2 separate regions of the Sus scrofa genome follow, and region 2 is linked to region 1. A link is a contact called in public promoter capture Hi-C data. All regions are on one chromosome and are shown on one strand. The core of a region is the stretch at or near the end of the contact, and the rest is flanking DNA. Distances in the headings are between cores, read along the strand shown.

Region 1 (6,892 bases), core at 355-2,854:
TCCGGGCCTTGTCCAGAGTCACTGGTCCCCCAGCTTCAGGACCTGGATCACTCAAGACACACTCCCCAGACACACTGTCCGTGGCCCTGGTTGGGGTGTCAAGGCCGCCTGCCCCTCATGCTCAGCTCCACCCATCCCTCTCCCAGGATGGTGACCATGCCAGAGCCCACACTTCCTCTGCAACCTTGGGGCCTCCCTTTGCCATCTGTCCCAATTGCCAATGTCCCACGTTGCCCAGCCCCCCCCCCCCTCCCCCCGAGAACGATCGTCTGTCCCCTAAGACTGCGGTCTCTCCAGCTTCTGGGCTACTCAGGTCCCCAGCAGATGAGAGGGTGAGGTGCTGCCCTGCCTCCACCCCTTCCTGGAAGCCTCGCAGCTGCGTCGGTGGCCGCTTGCAGGTGTCGGCCGCCCCGCCCCTCCTTCCTGCGCCTTAAAGGGGTCGCGTCTCCCGAGGCCTCCCAGGGGCATAGGCCGCATCGCGGCGGGACCCGCACACCCGTGAGGGCTCCGTACCCACGGTGCGGAAGGTGGGCGTCTGGCTCCTAAATCCTTCCCTTCTGGCGTGGTGTGGCTCTTTCGGCCTCAGTTTTTTCCTCCTGAGAAGTGGGGACGCCCTGAGTCCTCGCGCTAAAGCAGGCGCTCGGGGGATTCTCCAGACCCGGGGAGTTGGGCGGGGCCGGACCCCGGAGGAGCCGCTCGACTCGAGGGGTTCCCCCCCCCCAGCCCCTTACGATGACCGCCCATATCCTCTTGCTGTGGCTCTTTGCTTCCTCCATCCTGGGGGACCCAGACTCCGCGGGCAGGTGAGAAACGCTGGTGGCTGCGGGGACTGGGTGGGAAAAAGACCGCGAAAGGCATGCGCCCTCTCTAGGCGGCTTTCCGCGTCGGTGCCTCGGGAGGATGGGTGGGGTGGGAAGATGATCTGCAGACGCGGCCCGCCAGTTTCGGACTTCTGGGTCTCCCCATCGGGCCGCATTTCTCGAGTGCATTGTTTGAATCGGCCCTTCTCCCACGCTCCATCCCCAGGCTGACCCGGCACCAGGTTTCCCTAAAGAGCGGGCGCCTGTGTTCCCTGGGCACTTGCCAGACGCACCGCCTGCCAGAGATCATATACTGGCTCCGTTCTGCCTCCACCAAGGAGCTCTCAGGGAAGGCTGGCCGCAAGCCTCAGGACCCCTACAGCTACGGGCGGCGGCGGCGGCGGCGGCGGCGGCGGGAGGCCAGACTCCTGCGGCGTCTCCAGGACCCCAGCCTGCGCAGAGCGCAACTTGCTGGGTGACATTGGGCACATCTCTACGCCTTCCCTGGCCTCAGTTTACCCATCTGTGTATTGAGGCTGTGACCTCAAGTTTCTTTTGCCCTAACTCCATCCACCTCCCCAGACTGCAATTGGGCTGGACCCACGTGCACACCGGACCCAGGCTGGACAAAAAATGTTAACGTCCAGAGCTGAATAAATATACGAGAATTCCATGTTTCAAGTCTCTGCTTGTCTGTGCCTATTCTGGCCTCCCAGCCTGAGCCTGGTCCCTAATATATTCTCCCCTTTATCCATGCACCATTTTCCCCTCACGGAAGTCGCTCTGCCTAACTTGAATCCGAGCCGTGAAGCGCCTTCACGCCAACTCAATCCATGCAGTTGCACTTTCCGTGGGTGGTTTTGCTGGGTCAACCCGACCCCAAAGCAGCCCTCCTCCCTCCCGAGCGGTAGGGCTGAGATTCGCTCGGCTCCCACGCGCGTGGGCCGAGTTCCAGGCTGAGCCTCCTTCCTCAAAGAGAAAGAGTGAAAAAGACAAAGAGCGGACTGGGGAGCCGAAGAACCCGGGGTTCGGAGAGCGCTGCGTAGAACCGGGGCGGCCCAATTGTGGAGCATCGGGCGGGTAGGAGTCTGAGGGCTGGGGATCGAACGGATGGAGGGGATTGGACGCTGGAATTCGAAGGGGGCGGAGAGAGAAGATTGGGAGGGGCGGGGATAAAACCCGGGACTAGAATATCCGGAGAGGCAAAGGCGAGACAGAAATTGGGGTTCTTGGATGTTGGATAGTCAGAAGCAGACAGGAGCTCTGAAGGTCCGTCGACCCAGTTGTGGCCTCGTAGCACTGGAACTGGACATAGGCAAGTGGGAGGCATGGGTCCGGAGCTCTAAATCGGGGGTCGCCCGTGTACTCCCGCTAGGATCAGATCGGCAGACCCCTGACTCAGCGTGGTAAGTGCCGGACTTAGAGCGGCCCGAGCTTCTGCTGGAGCTGGAGGATTGTGTCGGGCTGGGAGTGCAGGCCTCTCCATCACCTGTCCTCGACGCTCGCCTCTGCCCTCAGCCTCCGCATCCCTGCCTGCGAGGCATGCGCAGTAGGGGTGCCCCGCCCCCGCTCATCCCTTTCAGCCCCGGAAGGGGGGGAGGGGACGTTGGACCACCCCAGAGAGGATGGCTTGGTAGAGAGCCCCCGCCCAGCTGCCCCCTCCCGACACTCCCCTCCCAGCTCCCTGGAGGGGGAAACGGAAATGGTGTGGAAGATGCCAGCGTCCGGCAGGTGTTCATTTCAAAAGGGTTTGGGTTTAATGTTTTTCCGGAGACTTCGCAACTCACCCTGAATTGAATCGGTTTTCCGCCCCGACCCCCGAATCTTGGACGTCCATTGGGGAGGGGGCACTGTCCCCGTCACGTTCTCAGAATAGCCGCAGAAGAGGTTAGAGCGAATTACCCCTCCTGCCTCTCTGTGCGTTCAGTTGAAGTCCCCCCACACCAGCGTCTAAGGCCAGGACCCTCACGACCCCTCAGGTGGTTAGGGAAGGATAAGCTGGCGTCCTATATTCCTGGATCTGCGGGGGCGGAGGGGAGGGTCTGGAGAATGACCGTCTGTCCTTCCCCACCCCCAGGGCTGGAGCGTGACATGGCCGAAGCGCACCAGGCCGTGGGTTTCCGACCCCCGCTGACCTCGGACGGGGGAGAAGTGGAACTCAGTCCCCCATTGTTGCAGGAGATCTACCTCTCCGGACTGCGCTCCTGGAAAAGGCATCTCTCCCGTTTCTGGGTGAGGAGGGCTGCGCCTTGGTTTCCTTCCGGGAATACAGTTACCTGCTTCCGGGATGCTGGAGCCCCACTTCCGGCATCCTGGTGGTCCCACTTCTGGGAGCTTGTCATCCCTTCTGGGAATTTTGATGTCCACTTCCAGGACCCTTTAAAGCCATTTCCAGGTTCTCCGTGGCTTACTTCTGGGATCCTAAACCTCACCTCCTGGGAACCCTCATTCCTCTCTCCCTGGACCCTCTCCCCATGCCCACAAACACCAATTTCCCCTTACCTCTGGTGCATCTAAAAAGACCAAAAAACAAACAAAAAAATAAAATAAAAAATAAATTAAAAATAAAAATGGAGTTCCCGTCGTGGATCAGTGATTAACGAATCCGGCTAGGAACCATGAGATTGCGGGTTCAATCCCTGGTCTTGCTCAGTGGGTTGTGGATCTGGAGTTGCTGTAAGCTGTGGTGTAGGTCACAGACGCGGCTTGGATCCTGTTGCTGTGGCTCTGGCGTAGGCCCACAGCTACAGCTCCTATTTGATCCTAGCCTGGGAAACCTCCATGTGCTGCAGGTGCAGCCCTAGAAAAGACAAAAAATAAAATGATCAAAAAAGATTAAGAATGGTGCTCAGCAGATGGGATAAGTGATTGAATAGGTGCTCTCTCCTCTCTGCAGAACGACTTTCTCATAGGTGTGTTCCCTGCCAGCCCGCTCAGCTGGCTCTTCCTCTTCAGTGCAATCCAGCTTGCCTGTTTCCTCCAGCTGGATCCTTCCCTAGGACTGATGGAGAAAATCAAAGAGTTGCTGCCAGACTGGTGAGGTCCCCCACTTCAGCCCAGGAACCTCCTAATCCCTTTCCCTCCACCCAGTAAGTTTCTCTATCAGCATGATATGCCTGTTAAAGAAAAGTAATCTCTGAGACTTACTCGCAGTCAGATTAATAAAGGTATGGCAGCAAGTAAAGGAGGTGATCGCCTCTCTTGTGTCTGCACATTTTCCATCCTGGCTGCTTTTTTTTTTTTTTTTGTCTTTTTAGGGCCACACCCACAGCATATGGGGGTTCCCAAGCTAGGGGTCGAAACGGAGCTACAGCCTCCTGCCTATACCACAGCCATAGCAACACCCAGATCCAAGCCGCATCTGCAGCCTACACCACAGCTCTCGCAGCAATGCGGGATCCTTAACCCACTGAGTGTGGCCAGGGATAGAACCCACAACCTCATGGTTCCTAGTTGGATTCGTTTCTGATGTGCCACGACAGGAACTCCATCCTGGCTGCTTCTTGCTAAGAGGGATGGTGACAAACTGGACAATGTCTGGGCACTGCGATGTACCATGAGCTCTGCTAATCTAGCTGTGTAATCTTAAGCAAGAGACCTCACCATTCGTGTCAGGGTCTTTACCTGTAATATGGACGTAATAACAGGTGTTTCCTAGGGTGGTTGGAGGAATTAAACAAAATCTTGCCTGGGGAATATTCAGTACAGTGCCTGATGGTTATTACAGGGGAGAGACTGAATTAGTATAGTTGTTGGGAAAGGTCTGGAAACCAAATGTGGGTGAAATGGCACATTCTAAATCTTGGATTAGTCCTTCTGGGGAAGAATGTTCAAATTTTGTGCAGACAGCCTCAAAGGGCAGACCCAGGGTCAGAAATAGAGATTTCCAGAGAAGCTAGATTGACCCAGTCTGCAGAAGGGAAATGATTGCCCCAAGTCTTCCACGTAGGGTTTTCTCAAGTTCACTTGCAACTTTGCAAACATGTTAACTTACTGTAGCTTTAGACCGGTGTCTCTTAAGCTTGAGCTTGTATTTAAATCACCTGGGGAGTTCCCACTGTGGCTCAGCGGTAATGAAGCCAACTAGGATCTATGTGGGCCCAGGGTCGATCCCTGGCTTCGCTCAGTGAATTAAGGATCCGGCGTTGCTGTGAGCTGTGGTGTAGGTTGCAGACGAGGCTTGGATCTGGTGTTGCTGTGGCTGCGGTATAGGCTGGCAGCTGTAGCTCTGAATCGACCCCTAGCCTGGGAACTTTCACATGCTGAGGGTGCATCCATAAAAAGAAAAAAAAAAATAGCCTGATTGCTGGGCCGAATGTCAAGAGATTCTAACTTAGTAGGTCTGGGTGGGGCCCAGGAATTTGCATTTCTTTTTTTTTTTTTTTTTTTTTGTCTTTTGTCTTTTTTGTTGTTGTTGTTGTTGTTGTTGCTATTTCTTGGGCCGCTCCCGCGGCATATGGAGGTTCCCAGGCTAGGGGTTGAATCAGAGCTGTAGCCACCGGCCTATGCCAGAGCCACAGCAACGCGGGATCCGAGCCGCGTCTGCAACCTACACCACAGCTCACGGCAACGCCGGATCGTTAACCCACTGAGCAAGGGCAGGGATCGAACCCGCAACCTCATGGTTCCTAGTCGGATTCGTTAACCACTGCGCCACGACGGGAACTCCGGAATTTGCATTTCTAACAAGCTTCCAGGGCCCCACTTTGAGAACCACCGCCTTAGAGTATAATTTGATATCTGGTATGTTGCTCTAGAAATACCAGCTCTCATGTATTAAACACCTCTCAGTTTCTATGGGAAGCGATTTGAGAAATGTGCTGTCTCCATAGTCCTGGGGGGAGGTGGTGGGTGAACTGAAAAATCACACCTAGGAGGAATCCAGGGATCAAGTGAGGCCAGGGATCAAACCCGCGACCTAGTTGGATGGGTTTCTGCTTCACTCTGATGGGAACTCCTTTTTTTTTAAGGAGGAAACTTTTAATTTTTTTGGCTGGCCCACATTCAGAAGTTCCCCGGGCCAGGGATCGAACCTGCTCCACAGCAGTGAGAGTGCTGGATCCTTAACCACTAGGCCACCAGGGAACTCCCCTGAATATTTTCATACTGACTCAAATTCTTTTTTTTTTTTTTTTTTTGTCTTTTGTCCTTTGAGGGCCACACCTGTGCCATATGGAGGTTCCCAGGCCACAGCCACAGCCACAGCAACGCTGGATCCGAGCCACGTCTGCAACCTACACCACAGCTCACGGCAACGCTGTATCCTTAACCCACTGAGCGAGGCCAGGGATCAAACCCGCAACCTCATGGTTCCTTGTCGGATTCGTTTCTGCTGCACCACGATGGGAACTCCAGACTGACTCAAATTCTGTAGGATATTCTTCCACCTGCCAAAAGACCAGAGTCAGAGAATGTTTGGATGGATGGCCACTGGGTCCGGCAGCTGGAGGGGGGGTGTTCTGAAGGCCGGTCTGTCTTTCTCTCCCTCCTCTAGGGGCGCACAGCATCACAGGCTTCGAGGCATCCTGGCGGCTGCGTTGTTTGCTTCGTGTCTATGGGGGGCCCTGATCTTCACACTCACGTGGCCCTGAGGCTCCTTCTGTCCTACCACGGCTGGCTCCTTGAAACCCATGGGGTCATGTCCTCACCCACCAAGACCTGGCTGGTATGGGAGGGGCAGAGCCCTGCTCAAGCCCTGTCTGCCCCATTCTCTCTGTGGGTTCCCGCCCCCAAGCCTCAACACCTGCAGCGAGGAGTTTAATGAACCACTAATTAATTTTGGAGTTCCTGTTGTCACTCATCAGGTTAAGAACCCAACTAGTATCCATGAGGATGTGGGTTGGATTCCTGTCCTCGCTCAGTGGGTTAAGGATCCAATGGTTTTTGTGTTTGTTCGTTTCACTTTTTTTTAGGGCCGCACCCACAGCATATGGAAGTTCCCAGGCTAGGGTCCAGTTGGAGCTGCAGCTGCTGGCACCACAACCACAGCAACACCAGATCCTAACCCACTGAGCGAGGCCAGTGATCAAACCCACATCTTCATGGATACTAGTCGGATTCCTTACCCGCTGAGCCACAATGGGAACTCCCAT
Region 2 (6,922 bases), core at 4,115-6,614, 54 kb after region 1:
GGGAGCTTGCTTTAAAATAACCTGGTAGGGGTGGAGTTCCCATTGTGGCGCAGTGGAAATAAATCTGACTAGTATCCAAGAGGATGAGGGTTTGATCCCTGGCCTCACTCAGTGGGTTAAGGATCCGGTGTTGCCGTGAGCTGTGGGTGCAGGTCGCAGACACAGCTTGGATCCTGCGTTGCTGTGGCTGTGGTGTAGGCCAGCGGCTATAGCTCTGATTCGACCCCTGGCCTGGAAACCAAAAACAAACAAACAAAAAAATTTTTTTAATTGAAATCTATTTGATTTACAATGTTTCAGTTATTCATATATATTATTTTTCGGATTCTTTTCCATTATAGGTTATTACAACATATTGAATATAGTTCCCTGTGCCTTATTTTTTATCTCTCTCTCTCTCTCTTTTTTTTTTTTTTTTCAGTCTTTTGAGGGCTGCACCCAAGGCATATGGAGGTTCCCAGGCTAGGGGCTGAATTGAGGCTGCAGCTGCCAGCCTGCACCACAGCCACAGTAACACCAGATCTGGGCCGCATCTGTGACCTACCGCATAGCTCACGGCAACCCCACATCCTTAACCCATTGAGCGAGGCCAGGGATCAAACCCCTCATGGATACCCATCGGGTTTGTTACCCCTGTGCCGCCACAGGAACTCCTATCTCTTTTATACACAGTAATGTGTATTTTTTTTTTTTTTTTTGGCCACACCCATGGCTAGGCCAGGGATCAAACCCATGTCGCAGCTGTGACCAGGGCCATAGCAGTTGGATCCTTAACTCGCTGAGCCATGAGGGAACTCCAAGCTAAGATACATTAAAAAAAAAAACCAAAAAACTTTTATAATGTGTTCAAGCAAAACAGGGAGTGGTGGCTTTAAACCCCTTAATCTGGGAGTTCCTGTCGTGGCTCCATGGTTAATGAATCTCACTAGGAACCCCTAGCCTGGGAACCTCCATATGCCACAGATGCAGTCCTAGAAAAGGCAAAAAGACCAAAAAACAAAAACAAAAAACCCCTTAATCCAGAAGTTCTTGCTAAAGGGGGGACGTGGTACTGAGACCTGAAGGCTGAGCAAGCCATGGGGAAAGCTGGGGTCGGCAGGGAACAGGAATGGTTCTGGAAGGTCTCAATGGCCAAGAGGAGGCCAGGTGGCTGCTGTGTTTAAGCTGGGGAAGGGCGCGGCTGGTTGATATGGCAAAAAGCACCCTGAGTGGCCGGGATAGAGCAGGGAGAAAGGCCAGGGACATTGCTGCAAGGTTCCAGGCAAAAGATGACAGTGGTGGTGGCCTGTACAGAGGGAGGCTGTGGCGATGGGAGGAGGTGGCTGGCTTCGGGGTGCATTCTGGCTTTGGTTTGGGGTGAAGACACGGAGGGGAGCTGGCAAGAGTGTCTGGTGATTAATGAGGAGGGGGCTGACTCCAGTTTTTCTAGAGAAAATCAGGAATTGATTTGTGCTGGTCAAAGTCTTAGAAGCTTTTGTGTTTCAACCCCTGAGCTCTTCAAGGGGCTCCTAGGGTTCCCTCTTTATGGTCCATCTTAAAACCAAGGAAGCCTTGGAATTCCTGTCATGGCGCAGTGGTTAACGAACCCGACTAGGAACCATGAGGTTGCAGTTCGATCCCTGGCCTCGCTCAGTGGGTTAAGGATCCAGCGTGGCCGTGACCTGTGGTATAGGTGGCAGACGTGGCTCGGATCCTGCATGGCTGTGGCTGTGGTGTAGGCAGGCGGCTACAGCTCTGATTAGACCCCTAGCCTGGGGACCCCCATATGCCTCGGGTGCGGCCCTAGAAAAGACAACAAAATAAAAAAGTAAATAAAACAAACAAACAAAAAACCCAAGGAAGCCTTGCCTCAACCTCATCTGGACACTCACATGAACTTCTACATGGCCTGGTCTTAAAATTTAGCAATAGGTCAGCCCCTGAACCCCAGAATGGTCTTGCTCCAATCCCATCTTATAATTTTCTGCCATCCAATAATGCCCTGTGGCTGCTGAGTTTGTGACTTGCCGAGTCTCAACTGAGATGTGCTCTATGTAGAAAACACCAGATTCCAAAAACTTAGGAAAATAAGAATGTCAAGTATGTTGACACGATCATATGTGGGTGTATGGATTAAATATTGGGTTAAAAATTTTATGGGTTAGGGAGTTCCCATCGTGGTGCAGCGGAAACGAATCCGACTAGGAACCATGAGGTTGCGGGTTCGATCCCTGGCCCTGCTCAGTGGGTTAAGGATCCTACATTGCCCTGAGCTGTGGTGTAGGTCACAGACGCGATTCAGATCCCGAGTTGCTGTGACTGTGCTGTAGGCTGGCAGCTGTAGCTCCAATTCGATCCCTAGCCTGGGAACCTCCATATGCCGGGGGTGTGGCCCTAAAAAAAACAAAATAAAATAAAATAAAATAAAATAAAAGTTTTAGCTAACTCTGGAGCCCTAGAGGAGGTTGGGAGAGACTGAGTTCCCCCCTCTACCCGTGATTGGAAGAATGAGGACTTCCTTCTCCCACAACAAAACCTAGAATTAATGCTCTCTGGCTCCTGGAGGGTCTGAGTGAAGGGCTGGAGGTAGTGGTGAGAGGTTGGTGGAGAATTAAGGATGTGAAGAGGGTGGCTTTGTCTTCTTCCTTAGGAACAGAATTTTCCTGTTCTTTGGACTCTAGTTCCTTTTTTTTTTTTTTTTTTTGTTTTTTTGTTTTTTTGTCTTTTCTAGGGCCGCTTCCCACGGCATATGGAGGTTCCCAGGCTAGGGGTCTAATCAGAGCTGTAGCCACCGGCCTACGCCACAGCCACAGCCATGCAGGATCCGAGCTGCGTCTGCCATCTACACCACAGGTCACGGCAACGCCAGATCCTTAACCCACTGAGCAAGGCCAGGGATCGAACCCGCAACCTCATGGTTCCTCTTCTTCAGACTCTGGATGTCTCTCTTACCATTCCTCAAAAAGCAGACCAGTTCCAACCCCATTATTTAAAGGTGTTATCCTCAGGTAGAAACTTCTTCCTCCCTCATAATGAAAGGACTCCTCCAGTCCCTTGTGATGCATCTTCCCTAAAAAGAAATTTTCCCAACTCCTAGTCCAAGAATTTGTTGTTGCTTTTTTTCTCTCTTGGTCTTTTTAGGGCCACACCCTCGGCTTATGGAAGTTCCCAGGTTAGGAGTCAAATCAGAGCTGTAGCTGCCGGCCTGTGCCACAGCCACTGCCACACCAGATCTGAGCCATGTCTGTGACCTACACCACAGCTCATGGCAACACTGGATCCTTAACCCACTGAATGGGACCAGGGCTGGACCCCACATCCTCATGGATACTAATCAGTTTCATTACCGCTGAGCTGCAATGGGAACTCCTTGTTGCTGTTTTTAATGTTCTTTAAAGGCAGACAGCACCCCCGCCACACGCACCCCACACGCCCATATTAGGAATGGACTGTCCTTGCTCACTGAAACATCTGAGCAATATTTGTCCTCCTAGAATCCAGAATAGACTTTCCCAAGCCCCATTCCTGGAAACCCGAATGGCCAGATCCACCGAACCTGGAAGGTGGGCTCTTCTCGCTCTCCCCATCCCCCCAGGATTCAGAGTGGATGTTCCCAGCATGCAGGACTCTCTCCCAAGGCTCATTCCAAGAATACTCGAGTTCTGAGGTTGGAAGAGGCTGGCAGGGCTGAGTTCCTCGAGGTGACAGAATGGACTCTTCCAGTTCCCTTTGCCCCAAATTTCTCAATAGCCCAGGGTGTTAGAGTTCCGGGAGGCTTTGCCTTCCCAAAAGCCTGTCAACCAAAGAAAGTCTCCGGGGCGCCAAGGGGTGGTGGTTGGGCCAAACATAGCAGATCCCCCCATTCCTTTTAGCAACGTTCGTCAGTCCCCTTCTGGTTGAGGAGCTCCAAGTTTGGTGGAGAGACTCACAGTTTTGATTTGGTGTGTTTACTGGTGGTGTGGTTGCAAAGAAAAGAAAAAAGGCATTGCATAATTGGAAAACAGTTAAATGTCAGAGTTCCCACTGTGGCTCAGCAGGTTACGAACACAACTATTGGAGTTCCCATCGTGGCGCAGCGGAAACGAATCCGATTAGGAACCATAAGGTTGCAGGTTCGATTCCTGGCTTTGCTCAGGGGGTTAAGGATCCGGTGTTGCCGTGAGCTGTGGTGTAGGCTGCAGATGCGTTCAGCTCTGACATTGCTGCGGCTGTGGTGTAGGCTGGCAGCTGTAGCTCTGATTCGACCCCTAGCCTGGGAACCTCCATATGCTGCCAGTGCGGCTCTAAACACACACACACACACACACACACACAACACAACTAGTATCCGTGAGGATGCAGGTTCCATCCCTGGCCTCGCTCAGTGGGTTAAGGATCTGGCATTGCTGGGAACTGTGGTGTAGGTCACAGAGGGCCCCTGGATCCTCCATCACTGTGGTGTAGGCTGGCAGCTCCAGCTCTGAATCCACCCCTAGCCTAGGAACTTCCCTATGCCACAAGTGCGGCCCTAAAAAGCAAAACAAGTGGTTAAATGCCAAAATATACTTTAAACCCAGGCTCTGCCGTTTCTGAGCTGTGTGACCTTGGGCAAGTCATTCAACCTCTCTGGACCTCAGTTTTAACCTCTGCTTAATGCGACTAGACTTGAATTAGTGTTTCCTCCGCTCTGAGACACTCGGTCTCCGGACAAATTAGGTCCCAACATCTTGGCCGCTAGACAAGGGGTAAGGAACGTCTTCCGGGAAGATTTAAGGAGTAATGCGTGGTGAAGAGTAGGGAGAAAGAGGATCAGAACGACGCTTGCGCAGTAAACACCTCACGCTCTCCTGCCCCTCCCAACCCCTTCTCTGCAGCAGGGAATTGCAGGCGCTGCTCCACCTATCCCAGCCCAGCTGAGCGACAACCCCCGTTCTCCTTCGTTCTCTACGGATCGTGGCTCTCCTCCCGCCCCCATAACAGCCCAATCGGGGGGGGAGTAGGACAGGTCGGGCAAATCCCCAACGCCTGCGGGGGCGATCTGCCCATCTATTGGCCTCAGTCACCACAAGTCCCGCCTCCTCAAGCCCGCTCCCCCCGCCCTCCCTCACGTCAATCCCTCCCTTCTAGGAGAGCGACCGGATCCAATCAGTATTGGCCCCGGCCGCGCGGAGGGGGCGGTCCAACTGTACGTAACCTAACTCCGCCCGTCTCTCGAGCAACGCCCCGACCCCGCTCTCCCGAACGGAAATACGGGGGTGCTGGACCAATCGTAACGGCGTACCTTTGTCCTGCCACCAATGAGAGAGGGAGTGGGGATGAACCCGCGCCTGAACGGCAGTAATTCGAGCCAATGGGCAGCTGAGAGCTCAGGATGGCGGCTGGGAGGGGAGGGACCGGGGGCGGAGACGCGGCCTGCCTGCCCGCCCGCCCGCCCGCCAGCCCGCCCTCCCCCTTGGCCGGCTAGGCTCCTCGGCGCTGCTTGGGGTCCTTTCCTTCAGGTCCCCGCCTGCCAGCCCCCGCTGCGCTGTGCCCTGCCCGGCCAGGCCTGGAGCCGACACCACCGCCATCATGCCGGCCGTGTCCAAGGGCGATGGGATGCGGGGGCTCGCGGTGTTCATCTCCGACATCCGGAACTGTGAGAGCGCGGCCGGGGGACCCTGGGCGGGGGAAGCGTGGAATTGAGGGGCTCGGGGGTTACAGAAGGGCCTAGGGGATAGAAGTCCATTGGGGTCGTAGAGTGAGAGGATAGAGAGGCCGCGGGGGGAACTTTAGGGTGGGGGTAATGGAGGGTCTTAGAGTGTCTTACTGTGCCTCTTCAGGTGACGACACGGAGTGGCTAGAGGCGTCCGGGAGGGTCTTAATGAAAAGGACGCTAGTAAAGTCCCGGAGATGGGGCGTAGAGGCGTCCCCTGGGGATGAAAGAAAGCTAGGAGATCGCATTAGCCATGGGGTCAGAGAAATCCCTGATGTAGACAGAAAAGAAAGGAGGTGCATGGCTGGGTGGTTGGGGGTACCCTGTGGAGCGATAGAGTGGGAGGGGGCCAGTGGGAACGGGGAGACCTGAAACACAGGAAGCCAGGCTTGAGAGCTTGGGTGAGGGGGTGTCATAGAGGGGAAGGGGCTAGATAGGTCACCGAGGTGCCCAGCTCGTTTATAGTTTATAGAGAGGACTTTAGAGTGATAGAAAGTCCCAGGGGTTTGGGGAGGAGGGATGGGAAGGTGGGGGACTATAGCGGGACCCTGGTGAGGGATAGAGGGGCTCCAGGATGGAAGATTTCTTAGGAAACACGGAGGTCAATGGAGAAGGAACAAGAGGGGTTACTTCGAGGCGCTTCCTGCAGGTGGAGTCTTTGGAGAGCCTGAGACAGGGGCCTGGGGGGCTTGGAAAGGAGAGGATATTACAATGTGGGGGCTTAGAGGATGTGCCAGAAGCAGGAGAACCCCTATTTCAAAGAAGGGGTTAGGGGCCTTAGGAATTTGTGAGGAAGAGATCTGGGAAGTGGGGGATGGAGGAAGCCTGGTCCCAGAGCAGGGTCATGGGTCAGGGAGCAGGACAGGCCTGAATCTGGAGCCCTCTCCCATCTGACCACATCAATACGGGGACAGTGATCACCAGCAGGAAGGATGGTCGTGACTATGGGAGGCCTGGTGCCAAGTCAGCGCCCAGCTCCTGGGAGCGGGTGTTGGCGTTTAGAGCTGCCAAGAGCTTCAGAGGCTGTATCCGCACGGGCTCTGGGGTCAGCCAGGCTTGAGTTGGTGTCGGAGCGCTGACGCTTCCTAGCCCTGTGACCTTGAATTGAGGGACTCTGTTTCCTCCTCTGTCAGGAGGGACTGCTGATGGCACCTTCCTGATGAGGCTGTTGTGACGCCATATGTGAGTGAGGCCTTTTCACACATCCCAGGCTCTAGATAGATCTTGGCTTTTCTTCTGGTTATTTGGCTGGATCTGAGGAGTGGCCTCTGC

What was found. Promoter capture Hi-C pulls out the DNA fragments that hold promoters and counts their contacts.
Region 2: a promoter capture Hi-C map of fetal skeletal muscle shows a contact between it and region 1, with 2.5 times the contacts expected there. The contact joins the promoter of AP2A1 here to the promoter of CPT1C in region 1. A contact is called at or near these places in 2 of 5 promoter capture datasets (fetal skeletal muscle and liver), 3 of 47 Hi-C or Micro-C datasets (blood and embryonic fibroblasts) and 1 of 2 datasets of contacts at active chromatin or transcription factors (alveolar macrophages).

What each region holds. Positions count from the first base shown.
Region 1 is chr6:54,731,097-54,737,988 of Sscrofa11.1, forward strand. CPT1C (carnitine O-palmitoyltransferase 1, brain isoform) reads left to right here and starts at 1,605. Exons shown (of 19, transcript XM_021094747.1): 1 at 1,605-1,880; 2 at 2,878-3,032; 3 at 3,697-3,836; 4 at 6,295-6,465. The coding sequence starts at 6,355. It overlaps ADM5 (adrenomedullin 5 (putative)), which reads left to right and starts at 513. Exons shown (of 2, transcript NM_001099939.1): 1 at 513-803; 2 at 1,027-1,442. The coding sequence starts at 733. The coding sequence ends at 1,279.
Region 2 is chr6:54,781,173-54,788,094 of Sscrofa11.1, forward strand. It overlaps AP2A1 (AP-2 complex subunit alpha-1), which reads left to right and starts at 5,365. Exons shown (of 23, transcript XM_021094760.1): 1 at 5,365-5,593. The coding sequence starts at 5,527. TSKS (testis-specific serine kinase substrate) reads right to left here and starts at 4,039. Exons shown (of 11, transcript XM_021094752.1): 1 at 3,536-4,039.